Regions from separate parts of the Mus musculus genome. Here regions 1 and 2 are each linked to region 3. A link is a contact called in public HiChIP or PLAC-seq data. All regions are on one chromosome and are shown on one strand. The core of a region is the stretch at or near the end of the contact, and the rest is flanking DNA. Distances in the headings are between cores, read along the strand shown. Region 1 has its middle 62 kb from the start of Sv2b. Region 2 holds the start of Sv2b (synaptic vesicle glycoprotein 2 b). Region 3 holds the start of AU020206 (expressed sequence AU020206).

Region 1 (4,689 bases), core at 706-3,205, 410 kb before region 3:
AACTCACATGGGAGGAGAGAACTGACTGCTGCAAGCTGCCCTCTGACCTCCGTAATCAAGGCTGTCTCACATGCATACACACACACACACACACACACACACACACACACACACATGTATACGCACACGTACGCATGCATATACACACGCACAACCACCCCCCAAATACATAAATGTAATTTTAATTATTAAAATGTTGAAGCTTGTGTTGAATCCTATAATAATGGGAATTTTAAAAAGACAAGACAGAAGGCTATATTGAACCTGACAAGAGCTGCCTGAGGAGTTGGGGCTCAGGACATGTGGGCGTTTGCTTATAAAGGGAGTTTCCAATGAGGCCCCATCGCTAATCAACTGCCCCTCCCAGTGTGGGGGCAGTGCGATTGGCTCGGCTGAAGATGCAAGGTATCCTTCATGTAAGTGGGTGTAACACTAAACAATGCTCTGTGTTGCTATGGGAACACACATATTTATGTAAACACACAGGAGTCTGGAAGCAACACTCCTCACTACAGCTGTCTTTTTGGAAAGACATTAAACTAATAAGGGAGATTTGTGGCTTGATCAGAATGTTTTTCTTAACAGTACCAAGTGTGAGTATTTGCATGACTTGAAGTTAAGTGAGAAAAGGTTAGTGTGCTGGCTTCCTTGCCTTTACTAAGTATGTTAACAAAAATGGCAGTGGCTGCAGATGAGCACCATTCTGTTTGCAACGGGCAGTAGTTAATGCTGAGACTCCTAACCAATCAAGTGACTTTTGAGCACTCACCCCTAAATGGAACATCTATATCACCCTTCCAAAGCTCATGAAACATTAAGGAAGACGGAGCAGAGATAATGTAAGAGCTACAGCCTGAAGGTGGGAGCGGGGTGCTATGAAATCCATGCTGTCTTCTGCACATAATTGCGGTACCTATGAAGTCCTGGCAACTGTGGCTATCTGCACAAGACAGGGCCCACTAACATTCCCTGTGGGTGGTGGGCGAGCTCATGAGGCCCCACCTCTCCCTGAGGAGCGATGGGCAGTAATGATTGCAGGGGTAGAAGTCACATTCCTCAGTGGTGTGGACAGTGGCAAGTTGTCCTTGCTCAAGCTAATAACTCCCCCAACCTTTCTCATTAAAGCAACCAAACTTAAACGCAGTAAGGAACAACCATGTTAAAACTTAAAAAGACATGGAAGTAGGAAGGGCACTTGCTGGGAAGAAGGGTGTTAACAAGAGGGTCAGGGAGAGAAGATAGGAAAACTGGGGAGGAGTTGGGAACATGGCTCGGGGAACACTGGCCTCAGAGACAGTGCTGGTGGTGCACACCCATGCAGGCAAAACACTCATACGTATGAAATAAAAATAGTAAGTGACTTTTTAAATGTCTCTCATTGTCCTGGCATTGACCTTGAAAGGCGTGTGGGAAATTGTGCTGCTAGGTCCACCCTACGCACCCCTACTCCCTGCCATCTGAGGGCTGAGGATCTTGGACCACAGCCTTCCTTCGTGCACTGAACAGCAGCTTGACTCACCTCTCTGGGACTCTTCCTTGCTTTTATTTTCTGCAATGCTTTGTGAGAAAAGTGTGTACCCCAGTGTCAAGGAAGCTTCTGGTGGGGCTCCGCTGCCAGCTCGTGGCTCCACTTCCTCAATCTCTGCGCTTCTGTTTCTCTTTTTTTTTTTTTAAACTCAAACCTGTGTGCTTCTGTGTCATTTATAAAATACTGTTTAAAATGTTTCAAGTGTAGCAACAGCTGCTACTATAAGGCTGTTACATTTAAAAAATACTAGGAACTATGTTAATCTTTGAAAACCCCAGAAGATCTGCTGGGAAAGGAAGGCAGGATGGTGTAAAGCCTGCCTCTCCAGCCTTTTCAGCGTATTGCTGTTGGATATATCACTGTCAGGGGCTTGCGACAAGCTCTTCCCTGGTTCTCCATGCTGTAGAGTGCCTGCCCCAGCAGATGGCAGAAGAGAACTGAGATGATGGAGAAGAAACCTGCCCAGGCGATTCACTCAGTCTGTGCTCTGAACACAGAACATCCTCATTCTAGTATATAATCTGAAACAGCCCTGCATAGTGATGTCATAGATTTACTAAATCGTATAAACACAGATGGGTCTGGAAGGTCTGTCAGTGACCGCTACAGTGAAATCAGTCTCTCCAGGGTTCCGGACACAGAAATGCCTACCCCAGTGTCCTCTGCCCGTAACCCCAGCTACTGTTCCCTCCTACCCTACCCTCCTTGTTAGGGTGACTAACTCGGTTTAATTTTCATGTCTCAAAGTAGATACCCAAAGGAAAACTACCTCTGATGGGACATGAAAGATTGAATTGGTATTTGCTTTCTTTTTTATTATATTTACCTCTCTCTCTCTTTCTCTCTCTCTCTCTCTCTCTCTCTCTCTCTCTGTGTGTGTGTGTGTGTGTGTGTGTGTGTGTGTGTGTGTGTTTCAAAGAAGCTAGAGTTACCTGCACAAAACCAAGCCAGTCACTAAGTACATGAATCCAAGAATGGGGTGGGCTCAGGCCCAGCACTAGCTGAGGAGATTTTGACAACTAAGGTAAGGGTTGTTACAGAAAGAGAAGTCATTTTTCCTCTGGCCCTTGCTGGGTTGCCCATATGCATACTGGTAAGACTAACTGGACTCAGTAGATTATTTAAAAGAAGGAGGAGGGGGAGGAGGAGGAGGAAGGGAAGGAGGAAGAAGAGTAGAGGGACATAAAGGGGAAGGACACGTGTGGGGGACTCTGGAGAAAGGAGTGGGGAGCAGGGCTATTATCAGACACATTGTCTAAATTATGAAATTGTCAAAGAACAAATAAAAATATATTTTTAATGAAACCACAGTCCCCGGATCTTGGCCCCTTGCTATCTATATCTGTGTGGAAGACATTTGGTCGGTTAAATCACCATCCGACTTGAAGGACTGGGCCAGGACGGGGGCACAGTTAGGAAGGAAGAGGAGGAGATGCAGCTGCTGTGAGAGTCACAGCCCTGTCTGCTGATTAGAGGATGTGGCTTTCTCACATGGACTCGCACAGCAGACAGGCTGCATGTGGTTTCCCAGGCCCACATGCTCTCTCTGCCCTTAAACAGGCTACCTCCTGGGGGCCCTCAGAGTCATCTACACCACGAACTGACAACATATGGGGCTTCTGTGAGGATTCCATGAGATCACAGATGGAAAGGGACCAGGCATGCAGTGACTCTGACTCCCATGCAACTGGGTGACAGGTGCAGGAAGATGTCATCGTTTTAGAATAACCATTAATCCAATTATTTTCTTTCCAATAATATGTAAAATATATAGTCATTGAGAAAATATATAGTCTGGAGAAACAGAGAAAATAAATGAAACTAAGATCATGTCATTCTGCTACCAGAAAGTAATAAACAGACTTGAAAAGACTTGAAGTCTGGCCATGTGATGCACTTAGGAAATTTGCATGAGTTTTCAAAAATTACTTCATCCCCAGTGTTTACTTTAGCTCTGTCATCAATAATTTGATCACCGAGCTTTGTGTCTAAAATCCAATTAAGTCTTCATTTCAGTTCCCCAGGTGTTTAGTTAGTAATAAATTCACATCATACTTAATAAGAAAAATATTTCAAATAGTTTCACACTTGGATGGATTTCCTAGGATCAGGATTGGGGAGCGCTGCCGTCAACATTAACTAGTCTTAATTAGTGGGAAACCTCACTTAGCCCCTGGAAATGTCATTTCCTCATCAATAAAGTGATGATGCTTATCTCCAATGAGACGTTGAGATTCTGAAAGGCAGTTCTCGCCATTATTACTCTGGCACAACTGGCATAAACTGAGGCTGTTCCAGGAACTTCTGGATATGGCCACCCCACCCATCTGAAAATGATCTGAACCAGATGATCTCAGAGGTTTCTTCCGGCCTCGTGTTGTCTCGCCCTGTAACAGGAATTGGGGCAGAGAACAGTTGTATCTGTTTAAACGCACTCTCTGTTCAGACACACAAAAATGTTGTCTCACCTCTGACACAGTTTCATTTATCACAGTCTATGCCATGGTAACGTCACTGATAACGCAGAACTTCCATGTGGGAGAAGAGGGAACAGATGGACTCATGCTCTCTTCTCTTCATCCCAGCAGATGATCACAGACTGTGTAATCTGCTCGTCATACTTGTTGGAAGGAGGACCCTGAGTTGTTAGAGCTTCTGGTATTGAAATCTGTGTCCAATAAACTCACTGAGATGCAGCTCTCCAGCCTCACACTCAACCTTGCTTTCTGTGGTTCGAACACTGTTGGAAACCACTGAATTCCCTCACTCATTGCTATGAGTTAATATGATGTGGGTGGGGGGAATAAAAGAAACACTAGAAGAAAAAAAAAAACGAAAGAAAAAAAGACTTGAACACAGTAAGAAGCCTGGAAACAGACTTCCATGCATGAGGGACAAGGTGGAAACCTGTGAAAGTGCCTTGGGAAAGAGCAAAATTTAAAATAGAGTGTCAAATCAGTGGCTAAACACTTGCCTGACACCCAAACGTGACCCTGGGTCCAATTCCCAGAACCACTAGGGGAAAAGTACATTTTAGCTTGGGAGTGGTGGCTCCCATCTGTAATCACAGCACTTGGAAGTAGATGCAGGAGAATCAGAATTTCGCCGGGCAGTGGTGGCACACGCCTTTAATCCCAACACTTGGGAGGCAGAGGCAGGTG
Region 2 (4,958 bases), core at 1,398-3,897, 470 kb before region 3:
TGAAAGAGATAGACAGAGAGATGATAGAGATGATTATGATAGAAGGGTAGAAAGATAGATAGATAGATAGATAGATAGATAGATAGATAGATAGATAGATAGATAGATGGATGGATGGATGGATAGATAGATAGATAGATAGATAGATAGATAGATAGATAGATAGAAGGATAGATAGATAGATAGATAGATAGATAGATAGATAGAAGGATAGATAGATAGATAGATAGATAGATAGATAGATAGATAGATAGATAGGAAAGAGATAGACAAATAGATGATAGAGTTGATGACAGACAGACAGATAGATAGACAGGCAGATAGACAGACAGATAGACAAATAGATAGATAACAAACCCACTCCAAAACTTGCAGCACTTCTCATGTTTCTTATTCTACTTTATTTTTCTCCATCTCAGCTCCTGGGCTAAAATACTAAATACTTATTTATTTGTTCAGTAATACACTTGCACACACACACACACACACACAGTTTGCTCAATGCTACAGTTGCCACATATAGAGAAGTGCCTGTCACATGGTAGGAACTCAATGAACAAACTTAAGTAGCAACTTCATGCCAAATGATCACTATATGATGATTGTTAAACGATGAGCAAATACTTTTAAGTGTGTGTGTTACATATTTATCATGACAGTGTCGTTGCTTCCATTTTACAGATGATGAAATCAAGGCTCGAAGAAAGGCTAAGATACTTGCCAAAGACCAGCTCTCTTAGAGCAGTCAAGGCCACACTACCCACAGTGTGCCAGGTTATTATTCAAACACCTGGTGCTTTCAGTTACAAAATGCATGTAAGGCACACCTCTGGCAAAAGAAATAACCCACCAACAATGTTGGCTTTTTGTCCCACAAGTTGATCTGCTCTGAAACTCCCTTAGAAATTGCAAGAGTCCCTGCCTTTGTGAAAAGCTATTTCAATACTCCATTGTCCTGAAACTTAGAGAAAATACTTATCAAGAGAACAAAAGTAAAAAGCCGGACCTGCATTGGTGTGCTTTGCCCTCAGTGCAGCCTTCAGAGTGCCTCCTTGACACTAGTCTTGTTCTGCTAACATCAGCTCTGCCTTCCCATCAGCCGTGATGGTGATGGAATGGGAGAGGGTTGCAGGATATTCAAGAGCAATGGCTCAAGAAACAAAACCAATCCCGAACTGGTCACACCTCCTTACTACAGGTGTTTGTCCCCCACCGGGTGTGAGCCTGTGCCACATTAGGATTTTGTTTCCATCACCTCTTCATCCCTAAGGATCAATGCCACCTCTGACACATAAAACCGTTGGGCAAGTATTTGCTGACTCAGGGAAGACGCAGATTGTGCCTCACTCACCATATCAACTGCATCTTCTAGCAAGCCGCCTCTTCTGCAAAGGGCAAGGGAAAGCATAGAAGAGACCGCCAAGCTGGTTGCAATGTCTAGTTCCCCACCATCCACACACCTCTCACCCCTCACCTGCCCCTCCTTGAGACCCAGAGCCACCCACATTCACCTTCCAAACAGGCTTAGAAACCAGCAAGCATCCCACAGCGTCCCACCCTACCTTACCCAACACATCTGCATCAAGTTACCTTTAAACGGAGCCTGTTTGCATCTGCAATTTCTGGATAAAAGATAAAAGCATTTGGGCAGCTGGATCTGCTGTACCCGACAGATGAGAAATCTACCACTGGTCTGCTGCGGAGGGAACAGCAGCGCCTTGCTCCTCCCTAGCTAACGGCATTTGCTCACCCATCCCTGCAAAACAAATCATGTTCTTTTCCTTGCGCTAAAAATCCATCCAGAAAAAAAAAAAAAAAGAAAGTCCCTAAGAAACGGCTCCCACGCCCGCGGAGGGCGCCCTCAACACAGAGAAACACACACAAACCCCAGTCCAGAGCCAGCAGGTGTGGGCACGTATTTAATCTGTTCTCTGAGAAAAAGCCAACGAGGAGTAAGGTTGAACTAAAGGGATGTCCAGGAAGCATGTGGAAAGCAGCTATAAATGTCAGTAGCCCAAGTTGGGAAACTATTTACCGCGCCAATAGTTCATGTGCTTTCACTCCAAGTCCTGGGGAAGGCCACGTTCAAAGAAGCGCGCAGCCCGGGGCAGCAGCAAGTGCTCCTTTTTCGGTGCGCTGCTTTCCAACTCTGCTGCCCTTTGAGGCTTTTCCTAACAACCGCACCCAGAGGTCCCAGCACGGGTCTCAGCATGCCAGGCCTGGGAGCCCCGCACCACCGCGAGAATCGCCGTCCCCTACCTGGGTGGAAAATCCGCAGCGAGCCGGTCAGCAGCCGAACACCGTAAGTCTGGGCGGCAGCTCAGGCTAACGCGGTTGGTAATCCCAACCGAGGCAGGCTCTCCCTAGGGCACACCTGCATCGCCGCGCCCTCGTCGCCTTCGCTGCTGCCTCCGCTGTGCAGAGCCTCTGTGCAGCGCGCTCCCAGCACCCTGCAGCACCCCAGCCCTCCCGGGGCTCCTGAGTCTATTTAGAAGGATCAGCCAGAGCCTAGTCCAGGCACTGTGTTCACTGCGGAAAGCTCTTTGCTTCTAACTCCCTTTCAGATCCAAGGAGAGGAGTTCCGGATAGGTTGGAGGGGAGCCAGAGCCCACTCCCCGGACCCGCCCTTTCTGGATTTGCGGATGAACAGACCTGCAAACGTCTTATTCTATTAGGTTTGTTCCCAACTGACTATAAATATCTTGGTCTCTCCACCCTCCCACCTAAGGCGCCAAGGCGCATAAGACTCCAAGCTCTGTCCCCAAGCTCGGTCTTGGACTGGGGGTGTCCTCGGATTATGCCATCCCCAAACTACCCAAGATAATAGATGTTGACAAATCGTTCTGGTCTTCTTAACTCCTTTGGAACTGAAAAAGAGCTTGCTTGGCCAGCGGAGGGTCCGGGGGGTGGGGAGGGGATGAGGAAAATTTGGAGGGTTTAATATATTGGAGAAAGGCTCTAGCTGTTTCCTTCTTACCAATGCCACACGCGCGCGCACACACACACACACACACACACACACACACACACACCCGGCTCACAAACACAATGCAGCCAGCCTGGGAAGATTTTCCCAAAGCATAGGGTTCCTTCTAGAAGGAAATAAAGTCATGAACGAAGTCACCCTGGAAGTTCAAAGTCCAAATTAAACAACAGTACAGGGGCCTAGTCTTCTGTAGTGTCTGCTAAGTACCTTCCCTAATTGCTTTTCTAACTGTGAGAAGGACAACTATGAGAACGATACCATGACCAAAGGCAGTTTGGTGGGGAAAGAGTCTACTGAACTTACGTATCACCAGCACAATCCATTGAGGGAAGTCAGGGCAGAAAATGAGGGAGAGGCAACTGGGGAACACTGCTTACTGGCATGTTAGGTCTCCTTTCTTATTAAACTCAGGACTACCTGGTCAGGACTGGCACCATTCCCAGTAAGCTGGACTTCCCGTATCAGTCTCTAATTTAAAAACAAAAAAAAAAAAAAAAAAATGCCCTCACAAAACTTACCTACAGGCAATCTGATGAAGGTATTTTCCCAACTGAAGTTGCTCTTCACATATGTGTGTAGGTGTGTGTTGTTAACAAAACCAACCATTGTACCTAATTATGTCAAAGTGGAGGCAAAAGAGAAGAATCTTGCCTTTTCTCCACTCAATACTTCTGCCTCCCCAAGCTCTTCACTTCTATCACCCCCTCCAGCTACAGAAGGCTTCTCTCAGCTCCCCACCTCTTTCTTAGCCTGGGCTTGACCCTGAACCACCTTGCAAGGGCTTCCCTAGTTCCCCTCCCATAGTTGTTCCCTAAGGTGTAAGTCTAATCTTGGTTCCTTCCTGACTAAAACCAGGCCATTGGCTTCCCTTTGTCCTTAGAAACACTTCTTCCTCGTCGAGTGAACAAAAGTGTCTCCCCACTGACATCAACAGCTTCCATGCTTCACCTGATCCATTCCCCTCTACCCATTCCATTGAGTGAGAACTTGAAAGGACAATCCAGATAATTTCCTTAGTAATTCAAGGAATTTATGAACACCTACACATACCAGAGAATTAGGAAGTTATGCAGATGCCCTGTATGGTGTGTTCGAATGCCGAACCATAGGAAGTGGTACTATTAGGAAGTGAGGCTTGGTTGGAAGAAGTGTGTTGCTGTGGAAATGGGCTTTGAGGTCTCTTCTGCACAAGCTATGCCCAGTGTGGCACCCAGTCTCCTTCTGCTTGCTGCCTGTGGACCAAGATGTAGAATTCTCAGCTCCTTCTTCAGCACCCTGTCTGCCTGTACGTTGCCATACTTCCCTACCATGAGGATAACGAACTAAACCTCTAAAACTGTAAGCTGGCCCCAAGTAAACATTTCCTTTATTAGCACTGCCTTGGTCACGGTGTCTCTTTACAGCAATAAAACCTTCAATAAGACAAAGGCTAAAGTAGATTCAGAAGTCTATGTGCTGATGGATACAACTAGAGATAATCAGATTAAACTAAGTCAACCTCAGAAAGACTAATGTCATGCTTTCTCTCATTTATGGTGTCTGGTTTTATATAGACACATCAAATACCATGTGAATGTGGATGTAAATCCTACTTCAAAGTTTTAGATGTGTATATTTAGATTGACATTTATTTCAGTGATGAAGACGAAGGGAAATACTGACTTTGTGAGCTACAAAAGAAAAAATAGTTTGAATGGAAATACTCTTCCTAGATAATAGCTCCCCGGGGAGCTATCAGCAGATAATTGCTGCTAGAGTCCTATTCCTCGGAGGTGTCACTGATGCAAAGTTGCTCTTGATCTGGTAAATAAAGCTCCCACCCTAGCTCATACAAATGACCCTAAGCACATGTGGTGGATTCCACATTCATAAACGTGTGAAAGACAGCGGACAACCTCAAAGAAATAAGCATTAAAACCTATTTGGGAGAATAGGGCACTACTGGGGGAAGGAAGGGTGAGAAGAGAAGGGG
Region 3 (4,710 bases), core at 1,507-4,006:
CGAATTTTCAACGAAGGTTTGGTTAATCTCCCTGAAGTTTATTGGGTCGTCCGGATCTATGTGTGTGTGTTTACGGTACACCTCCAGGAGGCGCTCAAGAAACTCGAAAGGCGATTCCTTTGGACGCTGTATAGTACACATCACCATGATGAAGTTAGTGGGCTTCCAGGCTGCCTGTCTCATTCCTTCTAACAAAGCCTTGTGGTAATATCTGAGTTCCCTCCTATCTTTCTCTGTCCTGTAGTCATGTCTCCATGTAGGTAGGACACAGTCAACCTCATCTGCCCTCCACCTGCCAGTCTGTGTGCCCATTCTGAAAAATGCTTTCTCCGCCTCAGTCAGAATCCGGTTCCTCTCTTCAGAGGTGAAGAAGATGGCTAAGATATTCTCACAGTCATCCAGGGAAGGAAGGTGGATGGAGAAGATAGACTCCATTAGAGAGATCAGAGAACTTGGGTTTTTGCTGAAAGAAGGGTACTGCATCTTCCATTTTAAGAGAGCAGTGGTCGTTAAAGGTACATAGGCTATACAGCTCCCGCTGGTGCTCAAAGGAGGGCTCTGGGTGTTCCGGTTAGAAAGATCAGCAGCAGGAGACCTGGTGAGGGAGGAGGACCCAGTCTGACGACAGTTAGAAGCATAAGGAAGTAAATCCCAATCGGATGTGGGGAGGGGGAAGGGCGGGGAGTGGTCCGGCTGGTGGGGTGGGGGTGGAGGTGAGGATTTGGGGGGTCTGGATTTAGATGAGGGCTGAGATCGGGGTTTGGATTTAGATGAGGGCTGAGGTGAGGGCTGAGGTGAGGGCTGAGATCGGGGTTTGGATTTAGATGAGGGCTGAGATCGGGGTCTGGATTTAGATGAGGGCTGAGATCGGAGTTTGGATTTAGATGAGGGCTGAGGTGAGGACTGAGGTGAGGGCTGAGGTGAGGGCTGAGATCGGGGTTTGGATTGAGATGGGCACTGACAGGAGTGAAGCAGTGGGGAGTTCTGTATGTAGGGTTTACTAGTCTTGTTACCCATTTTGTCTTCCAGTCACCCCAAACCCAAACCTCAGAAGACTCAGGACAAAAACAAAAAACAAAACAAAACAAAACAAAAAACAGAAAAGGCAAACAAAACAGAACAGGACACACAGGACCAAGAAGGCAGTGTGACCTCTCCCTAGTGCCCTGGACAGGAGTTCATCTATCTCCTAAGACACTGTATCCAGATGGGATCCTAGTAGAAGAGGACCAGATGTTACGTAAGGAAAGCAATGACTTACCAATGAAGGCTCCTCATCCAGGTGCTTGCTGGGTTTCTTTTCCTGCAGCTGTGGACCTCCGAACTGAAATCAAGCCTGCAGGGGCCTTGGAACGTCTCAAGGTGCACACCCTGGGCAGTGGTGCTCTGGTACCTGAGGTTTGAAGGGAAGGGTCCAGGTTCTGAATTTGGGTAGGGATTTGTTAAAGCTACCCTCCGCCCTAGCTTAGCCCCTCCCCCCCCGCCCCCCCACCCCCCCCTCCGTCCCCCGCCCCCCCCCCCCAATTTAGCTGTAACCCTCCTGCCTCATGCTTGTCAGCCACCTCATACTGCTGACAACAGTTTGGCTCAGAGAGAGATCAAGTTGGCCATATATCCTGTTCTGTTCTGAGGTTCTTAGAAATTCCCCAACCACAGCCTTCACTTGGGACCAACCAAAATAGAAACCAGCTTCAACTGTTATGCCTAAACTAGTAACAACTTGGGAAAGGCAGACCACCTGCAGCCCGCCCAGTACCTGCTTATAAAAGCTCCCTGTGGGGTTTTAACCTCTATAAACTGACCCTAGAAAACATTCAGGGTTGTAGCTTCCAGCTGTAGAGTCTGAGCTACATCTCTGATTGATCAATCTTAGGATGTGCGTTCGATAAACTATCCCTGACTGAAATCTATGTTTATACAGTTTATGGACCCTAACAGCTTCTTATATCACTGGAGCCTCCAAAATTAATTAATTTATTAATCCCACCGAATGAGGATAAAGAACACCTTATTCCGTGCACAGCCAAGTCTGTGCACAGCTGTCTCCCCCTAAATTTCCCATACTTCTCTTATAGGACAAAACCAATGGGAGAGAGAGGTATTTTGCAAGCAGGCGGGTTTACAGAGAGCACAAGGCAGTTATAGAACTCTTCCTGGAGCACAAGGTACAAAACATCTGTCGGGCACAGCCTAACTCCAAGAAACAGAATATTAAAACTTTTACCCCAGTCGGGTCTACAAAGTGAGTTCCAGGACAGCCAGGGCTACACAGAGAAACCCTGTCTCAAAAAACAAACAAAACAAAACAAAAAACTTTTACCTAGCCGGGCAGTGGTGGTGCACGCCTTTAATCCCAGCACGTGGGAGGCAGTGGCAGGTGGATTTCTGAGTTCGAGTCCTGCCTGGTCTACAAAGTAAGTTCCAGGACAGCCAGGGCTACACAGAGAAACCCTGTCTCGAAACCCTCTAGCCCCCACCCCACCCCAAAAAACTTTAACCTAACTGAGGCAGAATCTCAAAATGACTCCTGGTCTTAAATGGAGTCCGGCTGCTATCTCGACCCAAACTCCCCGACCCAGTAAACCGGACCCACGGTTCCACACGCTTCCGGGCGCTCCTGCCGCAAGGAGGCCGTCCGGATAACGGGCACTGCGAACACGGTCGGCCAGGACTCAACCCGGTACTCACCATGCAGCTCACGCACTGCAAGTCCCTGCCGCCGCCGCCGCCGCTGACGCAGTGCTGCCGCCAAAAAGCCAATTTCTCCCCAATTCCCGCCCCATTTTATGGTTCCTAAGCACAAAAGCCAATCAGAGGCCGTAGATTTGTGACGGATGGCCCGACGAACCCATACTACAGCTGCATTTGGAGGAAGGGGTGGGCTGCCCCAGCCTCTGGTCCAGCGAGGGGCCGGGAGGGGAAAGAAAAGTTAGTGCCACCTGATTCTTTTTTTGTTTGTTTGTTTTCGAGACAGGGTTTCTCTGTATAGCCCTGGCTGTCCTGGAACTCACTTTATAGACCAGGCTGGCCTCGAACTCAGAAAAAAGAACAAAGGATTCATATATTTTTGCCTCCCACACCTAGTTAGATTGCAACGCAAATGTTTTAATCCGCCCCCACCCCCACCCAGTAAAACCCTGGTTTAGTAGTGGCGCACACCTTTAATCCCAGCACTCGGGAGGCAGAGGCAGGCAGATTTCTGAGTTCGAGGCCAGCCTGGTCTACAAAGTGAGTTCCAGGACAGCCAGGGCTACACAGAGAAACCCTGTCTCGGAAAAAAAACAAAAGCCAAAACCAAAACCAAAACCAAAACCAAATCTTGGTTTACTCAAGGCAACAAACTGCATTCCAGGAGTCCCATGGCCTGCAGCAGTGACCTTGTAAAGATGAAGCATGGTGTGAGTATCTACATCTTAAGTCAGCCACACATTCACATTTGCTGGGGCTTGATCATTATTGAAAATAAGCCAAGGGTAGATGTGTTCTGCTTCTCCCCACGCCCCTTTCCTTCTGCATGAAGCCAGCTCAGTCATCGGGGTCTCAAAGGAGGGAGGGAGGTTAAAGAAAGAAAAGACAATTAAACAACATTATAACACGACCCCAACCAGGGCTGATGTGGGTTTATTTTTCTCCAGCTTGCTTTTATGTCATCTAAGGTCAGTTCTTAGATTAAAGACAATGTAGTCAAACAAGGCAATAAACAGGATGACCAAGACACAAGGAACACAGTACATTATTCTTATCTGAGCCTCCTCCCTTGTCCTCCAAGCCAAAAGTAAATATTCTTGCCAATATCCTTGAAGCTGCATCAAGGACTCTCCACACTGTGAGTATCCACATCTTAAGTCAGCCACCTATCCACTGAGGTTTGACCATCACTGAAGATAAGCCAAGGGTCAGATGTGTTCTGTTTCTCCTCATGCCCCTTTCCTTCTGTGTGACTCAGAAATGTATTCATGCCCCTTTCCTTCTGTGTGACTCAGAAATGTATTATTAAGAGAGACCAGAAACAAAAAAAAAAGAGACCAGATACTGCCGGGCAGTGGTGGCACACACCTTTAATCCCAGCACTTGGGAGGCAGAGGGAGGCAGATTTGAGTTCAGGGCCAGCCTGGTATACAGAGTGAGTTCCAGGACAGCCAGGGCTACACAGAGAAACCCTGTCTCGAAAAACCAAAAAGAAGGAGGAGGAGGAGATGAAGTGGGGGGGAGGAGGAGGAGGAGGAGGAGGAGGAGGAGGAGGAAGAGGAGGAAGGAGGAGGAGGAGGGGGAGGAGGAGGATGAAGGAGGAGGAGGAGGAAGAAGAAGGAGAAGGAGAAGGAGAAGAAGAAGAAGAAGAAGAAGAAGAAGAAGAAGAAGAAGAAGAAGAAGAAGAAGAAGAAGCAGCTGCTGCCTCTGCTCTTTCCGAGGTCCTGAGTTCATTCAAATTTCAGCAACCACATGGCGGCTTACAACCATCTGTAATGGGATCCGATGCCCTCTTCTTGTGTGTCTGAAGACAGTGACAGCATATGGACATACATAAAATAGACAATCTTTTAAAAGGGGAAGGAGGAGGAGGAGGAAACAGAGGAGAAGGGTTTTCACCTGAAGAGTCTCTGTCACAATATCAGTTCCCAAGGCTGTGCTATATCTGTGACCTGTCAGTTTGCTGGTGAAATTATAAGTAGCAAAGAAGGGTGGCAAGATGAAGGGCAGTTCTGCCATCAA

The links. HiChIP or PLAC-seq counts read pairs in DNA pulled down with a chosen protein or histone mark.
Region 1: an H3K4me3 HiChIP or PLAC-seq map of the 230-238 cell line shows a contact between it and region 3, with 7 times the contacts expected there. The contact joins the enhancer-like site here to the promoter of AU020206 in region 3. A contact is called at or near these places in 1 of 39 promoter capture datasets (the C10 cell line), 2 of 15 datasets of contacts at CTCF or cohesin (large pre-B cells and pro-B cells), 4 of 484 Hi-C or Micro-C datasets (CD8 T cells, natural killer cells and uterus) and 15 of 115 datasets of contacts at active chromatin or transcription factors (the 230-238 cell line, CD8 T cells, T-cell acute lymphoblastic leukemia and 11 more).
Region 2: a contact with region 3 is called in an H3K27ac HiChIP or PLAC-seq map of large pre-B cells, with 2.3 times the contacts expected there. The contact joins the promoter of Sv2b here to the promoter of AU020206 in region 3.

Annotation. Positions count from the first base shown.
Region 1 is chr7:75,369,151-75,373,839 of GRCm38.p6, forward strand. No RefSeq gene overlaps it. Among named protein-coding and RNA genes, the nearest start is that of Sv2b, 62 kb to the left of the region's middle. Within about 2 kb of position 1,956, at least 148 of the 459 cell types and tissues checked have an H3K27ac peak or open chromatin away from gene starts, as enhancers often do. A contact at or near this core is called in the 230-238 cell line, CD8 T cells, T-cell acute lymphoblastic leukemia and 6 more, where this site is marked.
Region 2 is chr7:75,306,615-75,311,572 of GRCm38.p6, forward strand. Sv2b (synaptic vesicle glycoprotein 2 b) reads right to left here and starts at 2,648. Exons shown (of 13, transcript NM_153579.4): 1 at 2,260-2,648. 1500012K07Rik (RIKEN cDNA 1500012K07 gene) reads left to right here and starts at 2,088. Exons shown (of 3, transcript NR_045814.1): 1 at 2,088-2,302.
Region 3 is chr7:75,779,364-75,784,073 of GRCm38.p6, forward strand. It overlaps AU020206 (expressed sequence AU020206), which reads right to left and starts at 2,757. Exons shown (of 3, transcript NR_165329.1): 1 at 2,689-2,757; 2 at 1,262-1,393. RefSeq lists a cis regulatory region at 2,378-3,120.